Linked DNA regions of Mus musculus: all the other regions are linked to region 2. Evidence: chromatin contacts called from public HiChIP or PLAC-seq and promoter capture Hi-C data. All regions are on one chromosome and are shown on one strand. Each heading gives the region's core, a stretch centred on a gene start, on an enhancer-like site or on the middle of the called end of the contact. The rest is flanking DNA. Distances are from core to core; before and after follow the strand shown. Region 1 overlaps Ahi1 (Abelson helper integration site 1). Region 2 holds the start of Myb (myeloblastosis oncogene). Region 3 holds the start of Aldh8a1 (aldehyde dehydrogenase 8 family, member A1). Region 4 overlaps Ahi1 (Abelson helper integration site 1). Region 5 overlaps Ahi1 (Abelson helper integration site 1). Region 6 overlaps Hbs1l (Hbs1-like (S. cerevisiae)).

Evidence for each region. Promoter capture Hi-C pulls out the DNA fragments that hold promoters and counts their contacts. HiChIP or PLAC-seq counts read pairs in DNA pulled down with a chosen protein or histone mark.
Region 1: a contact with region 2 is called in an H3K4me3 HiChIP or PLAC-seq map of the SCID.adh cell line, with 13 read pairs. The contact joins the enhancer-like site here to the promoter of Myb in region 2. A contact is called at or near these places in 11 of 39 promoter capture datasets (the 3T3-L1 cell line, 3T3-L1-derived adipocytes, the C10 cell line and 9 more), 6 of 484 Hi-C or Micro-C datasets (the N1E-115 cell line, Th1 cells, embryonic stem cells and 1 more), 22 of 115 datasets of contacts at active chromatin or transcription factors (the 230-238 cell line, CD8 T cells, the HPC-7 cell line and 12 more) and 4 of 9 other capture datasets (adipose tissue, liver, macrophages and 1 more).
Region 3: a contact with region 2 is called in a promoter capture Hi-C map of embryonic stem cells, with 11 times the contacts expected there. The contact joins the promoter of Aldh8a1 here to the promoter of Myb in region 2. A contact is called at or near these places in 11 of 39 promoter capture datasets (the C10 cell line, the HPC-7 cell line, HPC-7-derived erythroid cells and 5 more), 2 of 484 Hi-C or Micro-C datasets (the G1E-ER4 cell line and pro-B cells), 6 of 115 datasets of contacts at active chromatin or transcription factors (the 230-238 cell line, the SCID.adh cell line, T-cell acute lymphoblastic leukemia and 3 more) and 3 of 9 other capture datasets (adipose tissue, liver and macrophages).
Region 4: a contact with region 2 is called in a promoter capture Hi-C map of the HPC-7 cell line, with 6 times the contacts expected there. The contact joins the enhancer-like site here to the promoter of Myb in region 2. A contact is called at or near these places in 14 of 39 promoter capture datasets (the 3T3-L1 cell line, the C10 cell line, the HPC-7 cell line and 9 more), 7 of 484 Hi-C or Micro-C datasets (the HPC-7 cell line, Th1 cells, double positive thymocytes and 2 more), 11 of 115 datasets of contacts at active chromatin or transcription factors (the SCID.adh cell line, T-cell acute lymphoblastic leukemia, acute myeloid leukemia and 7 more) and 3 of 9 other capture datasets (adipose tissue, liver and macrophages).
Region 5: a promoter capture Hi-C map of embryonic stem cells shows a contact between it and region 2, with 5 times the contacts expected there. The contact joins the enhancer-like site here to the promoter of Myb in region 2. A contact is called at or near these places in 15 of 39 promoter capture datasets (3T3-L1-derived adipocytes, the C10 cell line, the HPC-7 cell line and 7 more), 2 of 15 datasets of contacts at CTCF or cohesin (large pre-B cells and thymocytes), 26 of 484 Hi-C or Micro-C datasets (the CH12 cell line, the N1E-115 cell line, Th1 cells and 5 more), 23 of 115 datasets of contacts at active chromatin or transcription factors (the 230-238 cell line, CD8 T cells, the HPC-7 cell line and 13 more) and 4 of 9 other capture datasets (adipose tissue, embryonic stem cells, liver and 1 more).
Region 6: a promoter capture Hi-C map of the HPC-7 cell line shows a contact between it and region 2. The contact joins the enhancer-like site here to the promoter of Myb in region 2. A contact is called at or near these places in 18 of 39 promoter capture datasets (the C10 cell line, the HPC-7 cell line, HPC-7-derived erythroid cells and 13 more), 1 of 15 datasets of contacts at CTCF or cohesin (large pre-B cells), 10 of 484 Hi-C or Micro-C datasets (CD4 T cells, CD8 T cells, the CH12 cell line and 5 more), 9 of 115 datasets of contacts at active chromatin or transcription factors (the 230-238 cell line, CD4 single positive thymocytes, CD8 T cells and 6 more) and 2 of 9 other capture datasets (adipose tissue and liver).

What each region holds. Positions count from the first base shown.
Region 1 is chr10:21,010,086-21,012,785 of GRCm38.p6, forward strand. The region is part of intron 17 of Ahi1 (Abelson helper integration site 1); the gene reads left to right. Among named protein-coding and RNA genes, the nearest start is that of Gm20149, 33 kb to the right of the region's middle. Within about 2 kb of position 1,421, at least 5 of the 459 cell types and tissues checked have an H3K27ac peak or open chromatin away from gene starts, as enhancers often do. A contact at or near this core is called in the SCID.adh cell line, where this site is marked.
Region 2 is chr10:21,159,699-21,162,398 of GRCm38.p6, forward strand. Myb (myeloblastosis oncogene) reads right to left here and starts at 1,286. Exons shown (of 16, transcript NM_001198914.1): 1 at 998-1,286. The coding sequence starts at 1,020.
Region 3 is chr10:21,376,005-21,378,704 of GRCm38.p6, forward strand. It overlaps Aldh8a1 (aldehyde dehydrogenase 8 family, member A1), which reads left to right and starts at 1,296. Exons shown (of 7, transcript NM_178713.4): 1 at 1,296-1,474. The coding sequence starts at 1,337.
Region 4 is chr10:20,980,528-20,983,227 of GRCm38.p6, forward strand. Ahi1 (Abelson helper integration site 1) reads left to right here. Exons shown (of 24, transcript NM_026203.3): 12 at 797-903. Among named protein-coding and RNA genes, the nearest start is that of Ahi1, 29 kb to the left of the region's middle. Within about 2 kb of position 1,279, at least 4 of the 459 cell types and tissues checked have an H3K27ac peak or open chromatin away from gene starts, as enhancers often do. A contact at or near this core is called in the HPC-7 cell line and the SCID.adh cell line, where this site is marked.
Region 5 is chr10:21,026,606-21,029,305 of GRCm38.p6, forward strand. The region is part of intron 18 of Ahi1 (Abelson helper integration site 1); the gene reads left to right. Among named protein-coding and RNA genes, the nearest start is that of Gm20149, 16 kb to the right of the region's middle. Within about 2 kb of position 1,431, at least 51 of the 459 cell types and tissues checked have an H3K27ac peak or open chromatin away from gene starts, as enhancers often do. A contact at or near this core is called in the CH12 cell line, the HPC-7 cell line, the N1E-115 cell line and 3 more, where this site is marked.
Region 6 is chr10:21,312,591-21,315,290 of GRCm38.p6, forward strand. All of the region lies in intron 4 of Hbs1l (Hbs1-like (S. cerevisiae)), which reads left to right. Among named protein-coding and RNA genes, the nearest start is that of Hbs1l, 18 kb to the left of the region's middle. Within about 2 kb of position 1,346, at least 11 of the 459 cell types and tissues checked have an H3K27ac peak or open chromatin away from gene starts, as enhancers often do. A contact at or near this core is called in the 230-238 cell line, the HPC-7 cell line, pro-B cells and 1 more, where this site is marked.

The sequences.
Region 1 (2,700 bases), core at 171-2,670, 150 kb before region 2:
GGCTAGCGGTGTTGAGCATTTCCAGCATGTGGGTTTTCTACCTACTCTGAGGAAATGTTTGTTGAAATTATTTGCCCATTTGATTTTCATCTCTTTATTATTCACTTTTTAGTAATTCTTTGTACACACAGTAATTTTTAGTAATTCTTTAATTTTAATTTAATTTTTAGTAATTTTAGTAATTTTTAGTAATTCTTTGTACATGTGTGCACATACATGTGTGCAGCTGTCTTTCAGATGCATTCTCTACAAAGGTTTTATACCTCTTGTATGCTCTTTCCACTCCCTAGATGTTGCCTTTAGAAAAGAAAAAAAAGTTGTAATTTTTTGTGGTTTTTATATTTTTTCTTTTGTCCATCTTTTTTGTATCATATACAAAGTCACATTGCCTAGCCCTAAGTCTTATATATTTACTATTTTGTTTTCCGCTTTGTTTGTTTGTTTGTCTTATAGCTTTGGTGGTTTTCCCTATGTGGTTATTTTTTTAGTTAATTTTTAAAGATATAACATGGTCTGAGAGCTCAGTCACATGCGGATACCCAGTGGTCCTGGCACTGCCGCTCCTGCCCCATATCTGGTCTCTTATTCACCTTGTCACTAGTCATTGTCCCATTACCACAGTGCAGTTGTGCAGCCTCTCACACACTGCGTCCTGTATAGTAAGGTTTTGACAAGTGCTTGACAAAAATAAGGGTCTAGGTTGAGACCTAATGATTATAGTTTTGAAGGCAAAGATTGTTTTCTGAGATCTTTATACAAATAGTTTAGAGGCTACCAATATTTTTCAAAATGCTTGGGCTAGAACATTCACATAGGCATGTTCTTATATGGGAAGATACACTGAATGAAGGAATTTCAGATAATACTGATAGAGATAAAATGAGATTTTAGGGTGGCGAGTAAGTAGAGAAGGAGAGGCAGTTATGTCATGGAGGATCATGGAAGATTTCCCAGAGAGTAGCGTTTCATAAAGACCCCAGCACTAAAGTAAGAGTAAGGCTATTCAGGGGTCAGAAAAGTGACTTTGCTTAACTGGGTAGTGACGGCCAAAGGCAAGTGCGGTTTTAGGACAGGACTAGAAAGGTGGCAAAGAGTAGGCTGTGCATGCTTTTTAAAGAATCTTGTCAGCACAACAGGAAGTGAGTCTGTTATCTTCGAGAGACAATCCAGGTTGAACAGGAGCCTTGACTTTTGGCAGAGTGAGGTCTTCCAAGCACAGTGATCAGCAATCAGGTCCACTGGTCCTAGAAGAAACGCTGGTAGACTCATCCAGACAGCACTGAGTGCTAAATGGATTGAAGACACTGTTTAGTTTGTTGATTTTGCCCATATTTTGGAAATAGGCCTTTGGACCTATCCAGTGCAGTTAATAAAGAAATGAGCTCTTCTGGGTTTGGGTTTCGGCAGCTGTGCAGCTGCTGCTCCTGCTATTCTTGGATGAAGGATGCTGGGATGGAGGGAGCAGGTGTGGGAAGTAGATTTGGGGGCACGAGGAAACTGAAGTAGACAGTAGCGTGTGTTCAGGGCCAAAGCACTGTTTAAAGAGCTATAGAACTGGATAAGGGCCCCATGGTGACAGCGTAGCTGAGGTGGTACCTGTGAGGGCAAGGCAAGGGGAGTTTACAGAAGAGCATTTCGAAAAGAGTATTTTACTGGCACATGCTGTGGAGAGAATTGATAAAGAGAGAACGAAGTTGACCCTTGTGTTTGACAAGATAATGGCCTTGTGATACTCTCCTTAAATAGGCACAAAACTCATTAAGAGTGAAGTGAGAATGGAACAGGAAATGCCAGTCTTTTCAGTGTGTGTCGTGCTGTGTTCTAGCTTGATGGGAACATTTGACGGACATTAGAGTATCTAGATTTGCTATTCTGAGTTATCCCGTGGTTATGTAGCTATTGGTAATGTAGCATGGAAGTGGTAGTTACTGGAATGAAATTCATATAGAGAGGGAAGAGATGTAAGAGAAGTTCTCCCAGAAGAACAGGCCCTAAGAGAAGGGAGCTGTACCCTTCCTGAGAGCAGCTAAACCCTGCACAGATTCACAGCTAATGGTGGAGATGAAAGGGCTCCCAGCTGATTGCTTTCCAGGTGCTAGAGTGGTTTAGGTTCTCATGAATTAGGATAGTATGACAATTTCTTCATACAAGTTTGTAATTTACAGATTGCCTTGTGCTTTCCTTTGCTTAGGGTTGAAGTATAGCAGAAGTGGTTTTGCCTAGATACGTTTCCGTTCAGTGTTTTCTGATTCTCATAAAAGAGGCTGACTGCCCATGTTGTCAGACATACTCGGGGCTGGCATACCCTGTCTTCACGTGCCATTAATCCTGGCTGGCTGTCTCTAGTGTTAGATCATCAGTTACTTCAAAGGAATCTTCATTCCTCTCTCCTCTCTTCTCTCCTTTTACTAACTATAAATCACAGCAACATAAGTGCTGAGTTCTTTATAATATTATTTTCACTTCTAGGTCTGGCATATCTTTCTCTTCACATTCCTGTATAAGCTTCTTGAAGCTGCGGGACCTCATATTTTCAAAAATAGTATCAGCTCTTAGTTCATATTAATAAAAATACAATTGAGTTTGATTTAGTTATTCTGTTTAATATATGCTGAGATTGGGCATGTTATGGGTGCTGTGGCCATAGATTGTGGCTAACACAACAATATGGAAAACAACTGGAGAGGAGGCTCAGTCAGT
Region 2 (2,700 bases), core at 36-2,535:
CCACCAAAAGCAGCTGGAGCAGAGTGCTGGGAGCAGCGGCGACCTCAGCTGCTTCCACGTGTGCGCGGCCCAGGAGAAGAGCGGCGACATCGCCCGGGGTGCACTGCAGCTGCCTTGGGTGCCGCCTGCCTCCAGCACTTTGCGCCGAGTGGCGACCGCCACCGAGCTAAGCCCCGCATCTGTTGCTCTCTGGGAGCCCCGGCGTGTCCTCGGGAAACCCCGAGTCGGGCCGGACTTGAGCGCCAGCAACTGACAGTTCCGAGAGGATCCCTCTTCCCGAAGGTGGGGCCAAAATGGAAAGAGAGTGCACGCATCATCTCGGCCGGTGCGGTGACATGTGCGACGCGGGCGCGTGCAGTGTTTGCAAAAGCTTCTTCCATAACAAGTACAAGAATCTTCAAACGGCTGGGTTTAAAACAATCTGCAAACCCATTTTGTCCCCCTAAAATCTTTGCAGCTGCCTGCCTGTCAGCTGACACCTCTCTCGCCTCCATAATGAATGAATGAAATTTAAATGAACTACCTGCAGCTACTAAACAACCCGGCCTTTCCCTATATCTGCCATATGCTCTTCAAGTGCAAACACACCTCAATGCATGCAGCAATTAGGCTGCGACTCCCTCGCCGACACTCGGGGCATCAAGCCAAACACCTGGTGGGCTCCTCGGGTCTGATGGAACCGTTCAGTCCTCGGCTGAAGAGTGCCGAGCCCCCCCCCCACCCCACCCCCCAAAGAGAAACGAATCCCCGAGCAACTTGCAAAAAGAAAAAGAAAAAAGAAAGAAAAAGGGAAATAAAATAAAAAAGAGCCTCAGGGCATGCTTCCCACTATACCCGTGCGCTTCTCGCAGAGTTTTCCATTCATCCTTCTCCCGAGTGTCTTCTGCCACTGGCTGACAGCCCCGCAAACCAACAGGGAAGGCATTCCCACCTGCTCCGGGATGCCTGGATCCCCGCGCGCCCTAGCCCGAGGCCGCCCTCTCAGCCTCCCCATTACCTGTGTCGGGGTCTCCGGGCCATGGCGAGGCGGGCCGGGGCTCCGCCAAGAGCCCCGGGGACCGCACCGGTTGCCGCCTCCCGCTGCCCTCCGCCTTGCCTGCGTCCTCCCCCGGCTGCGCAGCGGCGCTCCGCACCGCCGGGGCGAAGTTTCTCCGGAGAAAGGGGAGGAGAAGGAGGTCACCGAGGAGGAGGAGGAGAAGGAGGAGAAGGAGGAGGAGGAAACAGGTTGATATTAAAGTGTAACTCTGTAAACAGATGCCATCAAACAAAGAGGTTTGGACACTCCCCCTCCCGCCAAATCTGGCGCCCCTGCAGTGCGCACGCGCCCTGCCCGCCGCCTCCGCGGTCGCCCGAGCTGCAGCCCGCCTGGCCGCCGCTCCCATTCGCCTCTCGCGCCGCGGAGCTGCTCCTGGCGCGCAGCGCGGCCGGGACGGCGGGCGGGCGGGGAGCCCGGGCTGGGGAGGGGCGGCCGGGGCCGCGGTGGCGCCTTTTCCTGCGCAAACCCCGCTCCGTGGCCGGGTGGCGCCGGCTCACACCGGGTCCCGCTGTTACCGCTTTCGGGGCTACGCGGTCGCTCCTCTCCGTAGGCTCCGGGGCTCCCGAGCCCGAATCAGCAGCGCTTCCATTCAAGGGCACCTCGATGGGGTTGGGTGACACACTTCTGCCTTCAGGGTTTCAACTGCGCCCCGACTTCAACACACCCGGGAGCAGAGAGTGTGAGGGATGATCGGTTGAATAGAGTGAGCGTACTTCCCCAACCCCCAACGATTTTTGACTAGGTCCAGTTTTTCATGTTTTAATTTTAAAGGGACATCTTTAATTCACTGGTAAGCGACAAAGGATACTTAAATACAGTCAGCCCTGTGGCTACAGCCTTTGACAGATCGAGCCCCGGGCTCATTTTTCAATCTCCTCCCAGATCCTGCAGCCCACACACCACCGGCTTTTTGTCATAAGCCCTTCCTCCCTCACTTAGACACACGCCGGGCCCACCCACCCTAGGAGGTGCCTACCACGCACTTCTGCCTCTGCAGAGTGCGCTCGGGTCCTGGGTCCTGCGTCAAACACTTGCTGGACAAACCTACTGGATCCCAAACAAACAACCCCTAGCAGTTCTCAGGAACTTGTGCACTCCTGATTCATTTTTTTTTTAAACCAAACCCATACCACTGGTTCTCAACCTGTGGGTCCCGACCCACTTGGGATTGCTCGACTGTTATCTTGTACGTTTGATATATATCTGATCTCTACATTATGATTCATAAGTAGCAAGATTACAGTTATAAAATACTGATGAAAATAATTTTATGTTTGGGGCCACCACATGAGAAACTTGTATTAAAGGGTCGCAGCTGAGACCCTTTAAAGGAAGGCTGAGAACCATTGAGCTAAACAGTAAGGACCCTGTTGGGTGTAATTTGAAGAGTTTACCAGCCACAAGTCAGCGAAGGTATCCCTGTAACTTTAACTACAGGTTCCCAAAGGAGCGATGTGCAAAGTGCTGAATTTATAAGGATTGGTGATTGGGGGATTTCAGGGGACTTTCAGTGTTACTTCTGTTTATAAATCAGTACCCTTGGGGATTTTTCTTTTCATTCTCAATACACACCAATTTATTTTGCCTTTAATCTTTTAGGAGTTCAAGACTTGTGCTGACTGGGTGTGTGAGTGTCCCAAGTGCTTTAGGGGTTCAAACATAGC
Region 3 (2,700 bases), core at 46-2,545, 220 kb after region 2:
CAGTAAGAAATTGAAGATGCTCTCTTTACATTTTAAACATTCTACAAGGTAGAAATACAGAGAATGGAAACACAGCAATACAGCAGCCAAAACATTTCCACAACTGGTGAAAGACAAAGCCAGTGGTAGAAAAGCAGCCTCTTCCAGTCACGGTTAAGAACAAATTCTCACCAAATGCACTGTGGTGAAAATGGGACGCCAAAGACGACAGACAGCCGTCAGTAGGTGGAGACGTGAAGTACAGGAAGGATGGGGAGATAGCAACATGGAGAACAGAAGGAACAAGACCTTCAGAGGGTTACTTGCAAAATACAAAACAAGCGCTATGATGCACAAGAGAGTTTGGTTATCCATGGAGCCTCAGCAGAGTGAACGGTGGTGTGTCCTGTCCTCTCAGAGGCCATGTGCTGGTCTGTTCAGCTGTGACAGAATAACTGAAAATCGATCACTTGAGAGAACCTGAATTCTTGTTGTTCTGGAGACTGGGAAGCCCATGATGTTGGTGTGAGGAGATTGTGTATGGTAAATATCCCCTGCCTCTGCCACTTCCTCACCAGGCAGGGCAGCTGTGCTCCTGCGGCAGAAGGCACAAATGACCCATAGCCTGTTTCGAAGGCACCACCGAGGCCGTGAGCAGCACCTTAACTCCAGGAGTGCCCACTTAAACACTGCCACTGGAGGGTTAAACGTGCCCGAATTCTGAGCGTTCAAACCACGGCATTGCCGGGTAGTGAAGACGGCTCCCTTGCTCCTGTGGCCAGTCCCTACAGGGACATGGATGCATCCTCCTGAGATGGACTCACAGGCTGTTAGGTGTAAATGTAGCTAAAGTTTCTTCTCATTTCCTGTCAGTACTTGAGTGTTCATGTGTGACCTTGGCCACATTGTGTAACCTTCCAGAGGCTCAATGCCTTCCCTAGAAAGGAGGAAGTAAGGATTGCTGCATGGGACAATATTCTGTGGAGCCAATTTTCTTTATGCTTTGCACTTCGTGTTTAAACAGTGGGCACTTATGGTGCAGTGCCGATAAAATCATCTCACACACACACACACACACACACACACACACAGTTGATATGAAAGGACAATCTGAAGACATTGTACATATGTAACTTGATGTTAGTTTAATGCAGTGCCCATTTCTCAGAATGGACCATGAGTTGCCTTCAAGAACCATCCGAGTTTGGAATCAGGAAAGTTCTGAAGCGCAGCGGGTCTCCTCCTCCCAGGTTCGGATATGCAAATGAGGACACTGGGCCTGGGGGTGAGATGAGGGTGTCCAAAGTCCTGAGGGCAGTCACAGAGGGCTGCTGTACACAGAGGGCACTTTCCTAACATGGCTGGAAAAAGGGAACTTTTGATGTTGGAGAACTTTATAGGTGGGAAGTTTTTACCCTGTAACTCATATATAGATTCTTACGATCCATCAACAGGGGAAGTTTATTGCAAAGTTCCAAACAGTGGGAAAGAAGAGGTAAGTCTATTCACTTGGGAAACTAAAACGTATTTACTGTGTTGACAAATTGTAGACAACCATTTTCTAAAACTAAAGGGGAGAGGATGAAGGAAAATGTAGCATTTTATAAGGTAGTTTATCATATGAATGGACTGGTCTGAGCTGGAATGGCTCTGAGTTTACTATGTTCAAGAGAAAGTTGTTAGCTGTGGGAACAGTGGTTTTAATGTTTGTAATTCTCAGACAGATTGTAATAGTTATAGAGAACTCTTACGATATGAAATGCATCCTTCTCTCTACAAAGTGCCCACTGGCTCCATGGGTTTATAAAAATAAATCTTGAAAACTTAAATTGGGAACAAAACAAAAGCCCAGTACTTTATTTTAGACCATCATCTGATAGTTCCTCATATCTCTGAGAATACCCAGTCTAATAAAGCCAGTTATTTGAGTAATGAAGCTGAAAATTAAACTCTCATGTCATTTCATTAAACTTAACAACTTAAAAAATGAGGGTTCATGTCCCTTTCTCTTTCCTTTTTCTTTCTTTTCTAGTTATGAAGAATTAAGTCACTTGGGGAATTTTGTAAAATGCTTGAGATATATTTAATGTTATGAATTATTGCACTGAGAATAAAAAATGTTTGGTGTGCTGAGTGACTGATGTGTGTGTGGTTACCAAATGCAAACCGCCCATTGTTTATTCTTTTCAAGGCACAAACAACTCGATTATAATATAATTCCAATCTTCCTATATAAATATATCTTATATGCCAAGTTTTTTCTTCAAAAATTCAACTTTTTTTCTTCACTGGTAAATTTTAAATCTGTCTTCTAGAGGAAAAAAACAACTTTAGACTCTGTACTAAAGTTTAAGAATATTGGGTAACTTGTTAGTTACATTGTAACCAGCAATTTTGCTTGCTTCCAATGACCCAAACTGCATGAGACCAAGGCTTCTCTTCTCCATCTCCTGGTGTTTCCAAAGTGAGGAGATGCAGGTGGAGTGTGGTACCGGCTGGCACTTCTTCAGGAAATAGAATAAAACATATTTGCTTTTGCTTTTCCAGTAATATGTATGTTTTATTTTCTCAGCAATCCAGTTTGCAAATATTTTGGGTTCCACAAAAGCTGTGTCTTTGTTGATTTTACAAGATATGTGCCGAATTTTGGGCCTGTGTGAGTGTGTGTGTGTGTGTGTGTGTGCGTGCTTGCTCGAGCGCGCTTGCTTGCATGCAGTGCAA
Region 4 (2,700 bases), core at 29-2,528, 180 kb before region 2:
GAGCATGTATTTTCTTGGAGTATAAACAATTACAGAGGCTAATAATAATAATGGATACAGATACACGTTGGTTACCTCAAATAATTTGGAATGTGAGTGTATGGGTGCTAGACATGCAAACTACATTGCTCATTTCTTTTTACATTCAGAAACATGACAAATGGAAATGTTATCCAAAATGCTTTTTAAAGTGAAGAATTTACTTAAAGATAATTGGAATATAGTGTGCATTTTACTTTTTTTTTATTTTTATTAGGTATTATCCTCGTTTACATTTCCAATGCTATCCCAAAAGTCCCCCATACCCACCCATTCCCACTCCCCTACCCACCCACTCCCCCTTTTTGGCCCTGGCGTTCCCCTGTACTGGGGCATATAAAGTTTGCAAGTCCAATAGGCCTCTCTTTCTAGTGATGGCCCACTAGGCCATCTTTTGGTACATATGCAGCTAGAGTCAAGAGCTCCGGGGTACTGGTTAGTTCATATTGTTGTTCCACCTATAGGGTTGCAGATCCCTTTAGCTCCTTGGGTACTTTCTCTAGCTCCTCCATTGGGAGCCCTGTGATTCATCCAATAGCTGACTGTGAGCATCCACTTCTGTGTTTGCTAGGTCCCGGCATAGTCTCACAAGAGACAGCTACATCTGAGTCCTTTCATATATATTTTATGAATACCATGTGGTATATAAATATACACACACACGTGTGTGTGTGTGTGTGTGTGTGTGTGTGTGTGTGTGTGTGTATGTATGTAACTTCTGTGGCGTTCTTGAGTGAGTTCTTGCTGTTTTTACCAGGTCACCACATGTACTCAGGAGACTGCATCGGGGTCATCGTTGTCTGGGACACGTACGTCAAAGTGAATGATGTGCAACACTCCGTGCGCCACTGGACGATAAATAAGGTACAGAACCACATTTCATGCCCCGAGACTTCGTGGAGGAACTACAGGAGAATCGACCACAGGACGGATGTTTAAAAGACCATAAGGACATCCAAGTTTGTCCTTTGAAAACTTAAGCTTCTCTCGGTGCAGAAGCCCACCTCATACCCTCCTGCTGACCACAGTCGGGAGTTAGTGATTCTGAGAGGGACTGGTGTCAGCTCTCCTTTTTCAGTGTGGCCACACTTTACTCTTTGCTCTTTTAGGCCCTGGACTAGGCAATGACTCTCCACTAAGCTACAACCTCACCTCATTTGTGGTCTTTTGAGGACCAATCTGTAGCATGGCAGCAGCTGAAACTCACATTAGAATAACACATGTATCCCATTACCACCTGTTTCCTGCATATTCTCTTCAATCTAGTACCGTCACTAACAACAGCGTCCGTGCTGTCAGAGTAATGTGGATATGGCAGGGATTGTCATCTAATCATAGTAACTACTCCATCTGAGAGAAACAAACAAGGCAGAGGGTATTATTATGGTCTGTAAGAATTTCTGCAGTTTTATTTTTATAATTTTTGTAGTGTAAATGAATTGGTAAGGTTGAGCTTTTGTTATATGTTGAGCTGTACTGCTGTAGTTTATACCTGGAACTGCTGTTAGGCCTAGGTCTGCTTGCCCGCTGCTGCGGGGCTCAGCCAGCCTAGGCCTAGGTCTGCTAGAGGAAAACCTCTAGGTGAAAACTACGAAGCTTGGGGGAGAGGGAGCTGAGTCAGAGTCTCGCCCTGGGTTAAGGGATTTTCCTTAGACTCTTTGGACTTTAAGCCAGGTTATTTGGGGAGACAGCTCTGCTCAGCAAGGCACTTGTACCTCTGGCACCTAAGGCTTTTTAGATTTTCAGGTTTTCCTTTCTTGTGACAATCCCAAAAGGGATCATTGGTAATCACTTTTTAAAAGTTTTATTGTGTCCATTAAAGGTTATAGCATGGTTGTGAGCATACACGTATTTAGTAAAATGTTACTGTAGTGAGTCAACTTACCATCATGTCATGCTACATTGCCCGTTTGGTTGTTTGTGGCGAGAGAAGCTGAACTCTGTGTAGTTAACAGGGTTCAGTACAGTTTCATTACATGTAGACTTCGTATTACGTGCTGAATGATGAGCTGTTGATGGCGTGTTCTGACCTACAGCTTCCTGTTTCCCCCACAACTCAGAATTTCGTGTACATTTAACTCTTAGATTCCACATATAAGTATTTAACATGTCTTCCAGGATCATCCCTGCTGTGGCAAATGAAAATCTTTTTGTTTGAGGGGATGAGTAATGTTAGAGAGGAAAGAGAAAAGATGGGGGATGAATGGGTGCATTCCTTAATGCCTAGTGATGTTGAACGACCGACTGTTCATGTATCTTCAGCCACCTTATTGTCCTTTGTGGAGCTGTCTATTCAGTCTTTTCCCCATTTCTGTAGCCACATTATTTGTTTTTCTGGTACTGAGCTTATGTGTTTAGGGATTGATCTCTTTTTTTTTTTTTTTTAAGATTTATTTATTATATGTAAACACACTGTAGCTGTCTTCAGACACACCAGAAGAGGGCATCAGATCTCATCACGGATGGTTGTGAGCCACCATGTGGTTGCTGGGATTTGAACTCAGGACCTTCAGAAGAGCAATCAGTTCTCTTACCTACTGAGCCATCTCTCCAGCCCGGGATTGATCTCTTATTGGGTAGATGAGATGCAGATTGCTTTCCCAGTGCGCCCCCTGTAATCCACTGTGAAGATTGCTTTCCCAGTGCGCCCCCTGTAGTCCA
Region 5 (2,700 bases), core at 181-2,680, 130 kb before region 2:
CCCTGTTATTTAGGGCTTTCAGCCTACTTGGCTTTTTTTCTAACCTTCGAATCTTTATTTATCCCAGGGTTCTTTCAGTTTGACTTCGACCAGATGTGCTGGTTACAGGTTCATAGCTTTTATCATAGCAAAGATGACATCCACATGAACGACCTCACACACTCCAAAGGAAAGTCTGTCCCTACATGTTCCTAGACATTTTCCATTGTATGAAAGTTTAACATTTCTAATATATTCTTTTCAAGCTTACCAGTGGCCCTCGCAGCTGCTAATGCCAGTGGCCAGTTCTTCTCCTTATCTTCCTTGACCGATCACCAGCTTTGAATACATCTGGTTACTTCCTAATGCGTGGTTTCCTGGACACCACACTCTGTTGGGTTTTTTCTTATCTTGCGAGTCAGTCCTCTTTCTTTCCTTATGCTAGATGCTTCCTGGTCCCTGACAGGCTTAAATAGACTGTTCCCCCACAGCTCTGCTCTTTCTTCCCCTGCATATGCCAGCATCTTTGGTACTCAGGTAGCAGTGACTGTCTGATGTCTTAGACTTATCCTAGTCATCTTTCCTGAGCTCCAGTTGTGCGCAGTCCATTATTGTAGCCCCTGAGCCTCATGTGAATGTTGAGTACATGAAATATCACTCGTGTGACTTAGGAACTCAAACCTTAATTTTAACACTGTGCATGGCCTGTGGGTACTGTATAGACTTCAGTTCTCTTCTGTCTACTTCTACTCAAGTCTATATCTGATCCCAAGAAAATCATTTGGTAAAGGATTGTTGCTTTAATTGGATGTGAGTAATGCTCTTAATTACAAACTTCCTTAGTTAAGAGTTTAGGATCTTTTATCAACATGACTCTGACACTATTACTAAAAGAAAGCGTTTGTAAATTCTACACTCCGGAGGCAGAGGCAGGAGGATCCGGAGCTAAAGATCAGGAGGGAGTTTGAGGCTAGCTTGGCCAGCAACTTTCACAGAAATTGTGTTTATCTCCTACTTCTATCAGTTAGGTCAGAGCATGAGAGTCTAGTAGCAGTTAGCAGAGAGAATTTAGTCTGTACATAAGCTATGGCCTTGAGTGGTCTTTTTTATATTAGAGATGAAAAGTAATATTTACTTTTCAAATAAAAATATGTAAAGTTCTCTAATTTTCCACTACATTTTAGAAAGGGAAACAAAGCCCTGTGTTCAATGACGCACACTTCAGGAATCTCGTCTGAATTCTTCCTCAAATGATCCATGGGTATTATTTCAAAAGAGAGCTTTGTAGGTGTACTGACTAAAACTGTTAGGCGGCAAAACCTCTTCCGTTCCATCAGCTGAAGCGGAGGACTGAATAATCAATCAGGCCAAAGTGCTCCGTGCCTGTGAGTTAGCACTGTGCCTCCAGGGAGGAAGAGAGGGGACTTTGGTTCACTCAAGGCGGGGTGAGAGGAGCAAGGAGAGGAGGCTCTGGTAAAATGGCTGAGTCATGTTGACATGAGAACAAGACTTTCACTGTCTTAATAGGCTTTCTTCAACCATTGATTGCATTTTACCATCTTTATAGTTTTCAAATGAAGTTGACAACTTCGCATATTTTCACATAATAAGGCATATAAATTAATATTAGAATTCATTTCAAAGTACTCAAATTTAGGACAAGTTGTTCTTTACTTTCTTTTCTGATAATAAACTTACTGCGTGTTTTTTTAAAGAAAATGAGTACAGCCTTGTCCTCAGGCCACTCGTTCACTGCTCGCAGCTCCCATGATGCTTTGCGGTGAGAGCCTCCCCTCCCCTCCCCCCTCCCAGCCTTGTGCAGCCGGCACTGCTAGCATTTCCCACCAGTGTTTGTAGCAACCATTCTGATTCTACAAATGGGAAGGTTTTTTTTTTAAGTATTTTATTTGCTACCTGACTTAGAGTGGGTGCATCTGTAACTAAAGTAGTGAGTGTCTATGATATCATAAAAGTTACTGGTAGTGTTTTCATAAATAATAATTCCTCTTTCCTTTATAAATTCCTGTGACTCAGGGTAATTCTTCATTAGATCTATTACAGGATAAAGCCTGGTTTTAAGCATCTTAAGTTGTATCTACCGGCTGGAGAGATGGCTCAGTGGTTAAGACTGCTCTTCCAAAGGCCCTGAGTTCAAATCCCAGCAACCACATGGTGGCTCACAACCATCTATAATGATAACTGAATCTCTTCTGGAGTGTCTGAAGACAGCTACAGTGTACTTACATATAATAAATAAATAAATCTTAAAAAAAAAAGTTGTATCTACTACGAGCTTTGGGAGGAAGAGAGCTGCCTACATTTTCTCATTTACTCTCCTCAGGCTGAAGAGAGTATCTGTACTGGAATAGTCCCAGGGCTTCCCTGAGAGAACTTAAGAGCTTTTGCATTTTGTGGTTTAGTCAGTTTGGGGTGAGTAGTGAGTGTCTATGATATCATAAAAGTTACTGGTAGTGTTTTCTGAAAATGAATATCCATCACTTATTGAAAGTCGTCAGCTAAAAATGGAGATGAGATTTAGGAGTCTGGCCTTCTGGGAAGGAGAGACCTCAAGATCAAGAAAGTGTAGAGTTGTATTTTCCAGAATTTTGGTGCATTTTCAGGAAGCTTTTTCCTTGAATGAAAACTGAATGAAATGTAAAGAATCACTCTTTATGTTGTTCTTAGTCAGCACCTTGCCTGCCCATCTCAGAGCCAGGGTGA
Region 6 (2,700 bases), core at 96-2,595, 150 kb after region 2:
TCTGTCCCCCTTGCCATGGTCCCTGGCACAGAGCAGGGTGTGCTCATTGGTAATAGGCATTGTGACTATGCTTACAGCTGTGTGTACAGCTGCTGCTGTCTGGGAACACAGGGATGTTGAATGTGTTAGGGTTACCTTTGTTTCCTACTTCAAACATCCACGTTGACACGCAGAGGCATCTTTGTGCTATGATCAGATGCCTCCATTTACATAGGAATACAGTAAACTACTTCTAAATGATGGAAAAGATGTTCAGAATGATGCCTGTTGCTCTTTGTTCTCTTCGATCTTTAAAGCTCTGTTGTGTTCGTGGGCATTTTGTCCTTTTCACTGTAAAGTTCGTGGTTCTTGGAATTGTCTAGAACCACGCATCCTTTCTGCTCAGGCTCTGGCTGTGCCCGGCCTTTCCTGTTCTGCTCCCCCTGCATTTTCACCTGTGCGCCCTCTGCTTTGGACCTTCCTTTCTTCTACCCTTCCTCAGAAATAGCAATAGCTGTTAGAGTTGATATTGCTATGGGGCTGTCGTGCATCTGGCTGTCACCCCAGTGATGACACCACGGAAGGGTTGTGACTAGAAAAGGAAGCACTTCAGAGAATACAGTGCAGAGAAAAAGAACATGTTTGTAAAATGTCTGCTGTCTTCTAGATTGGCCTCGAACAGCTTGTGTTTGGATCATTATATATTGAAAATGAGTTATGTATCATCAGCTTTCTCTTATGTTCACAAATGTATATGTGTATGTGTATATACATGTATTTGTTTATAAAATGAGTGTGTAAGCAAAGATAATATTGGATAGAAAGGGAAGAATTAGTAGGGATTTCTATGATAGTTTTTATATTTGTACCTATAACTGCATAAGACTCTGTAATTGTGCAACTAATTTTCATGCTATGGAAACTTGTCACATTTTGAGTGTATATATACATTTTTATAAAAGCTACATTGAAAGAAATTACAATTCTGAGGTTTTCTTAAATCAAGTATAAAAACATTGTTTACCCATTAGAAGTTTCTATAGGAGTTTGGTATTTCTGAACGGCATTTTGATAATTTATCCAGAAAGTACTGCTTTTCATCTTACTATAGACAAAAACCAATCCACTGGGTGTGAAGAATTTTTTCCAATGTATTCATCATTTATAGTTCTTTTTCCCCATGGGATTGTGATTGCCTGCGTGCGTGTGTGTTTATAATTTGATATTTTATGCCTCATATAGAAACATAAGCATTCATACAGGGTCCTGAATATTAATTTCTGAGGTGATGGTGGGAGGGGCAAGGATTGAGAGCACACTTCCTGTCTTGTCACGCCTGACTTACTAAAGCAGGCTGGTTTAGATGCAGGCCTTATGCCAAAGTGAACAGCCTGAGGAGTCTTACTTCAAAGAGGGGGGTGGATGTAGGCTTCTACTTACAAGTTGCAACACTTGTAACTTCGAAAGAGATCTCTCTCTTTTTGTCTCCTCATCTGAACTGCTACTTCTTGATTTTTCATTAGCATTGTCCTCTGTTGACCCAGTATAATCTTTGATGCCTTTCTTCCTGACCTGCTAACTTATAATTGACTGTCACTCTTATGTCTGACTCAGGAGTAAGTGTTTATTTAGACACACATACATGTAGATAACTCGTTCTTATTGTTTGGGTTAATTCTATTCTACAAGGCGACTGAGACATTCTTCGTATAAGACATGTATTACTATATGTGCCCTGTAACTGATGAGCCATGGGTTGCATGCACACTAACCAGTCAATATGTAACTTGGTCCTCCATGTGCCTCTATTAATATGTATTATTGCATCTCATTACTGCATTACAGTGAGCTCACAGGTGACTGTTTAACAGAATATCTCATCTATTGTGCACTGTTTTTGCAACACATTTCATAGTTTTCTGGTGCTTAGGAATTGTAGACATGTCAGTATTCTGCTTCTAAGAAGACAAAAAATAAGCCGGGCGTTGGTGGTGCATGCCTTTAATCCCAGCACTCGGGAGGCAGAGGCAGGCGGATTTCTGAGTTCGAGGCCAGCCTGGTCTACAAAGTGAGTTCCAGGACAGCCAGGGCTACACAGAGAAACCCTGTCTCAAAAAACCAAAAAAGAAAAAAAAAAAACAAACAACAAAAAAACAAAACAAAAAACAAACAACAACAAAAGAAGACAAAAATAGAAAACCATGACACCAAATCCATGAGAAGCCCGTGTTTTTACCATGAGAGCTTGAAATAAGAAATAGTGTTGCTGTTTGGCCTCACTTGGGAGCTTATCTGTTGAGGACTCAAACTGTCCAGTGCTCTGTGCAGGCCTGTAAGTGATGGATGGCCACAGTTCCTTGAGTGTGACTTGGGAGTTAGAACTACATGTTGGAGAACATTGGTATACCCAGTTTTTGGTCCATGAATGAAGGGCATCTGACATACATCATCGCCCACTGGTTCCCGTCGTTAGCTGTTAGCTTTCGGAGGGACTGCAGAAACAGCTAAGGAGTTTGTTCATTGACCGCATTACCTCTTCAAGTATTTCATGCACCAGACCCAGTGTAGTTCCTCTGAGATGTTCAGGTCATTTCCTCTTGTTTGCCTAATTGTTCTACCCTAAGCCCCTGCACCTGATGTGTTTAGTTCATCCACCATGCAGTCTCCCAGTACATTCCCTGAGCTTCCTCTTCTCCCTCCCCTCGCCTCCTGTGCCTGCCT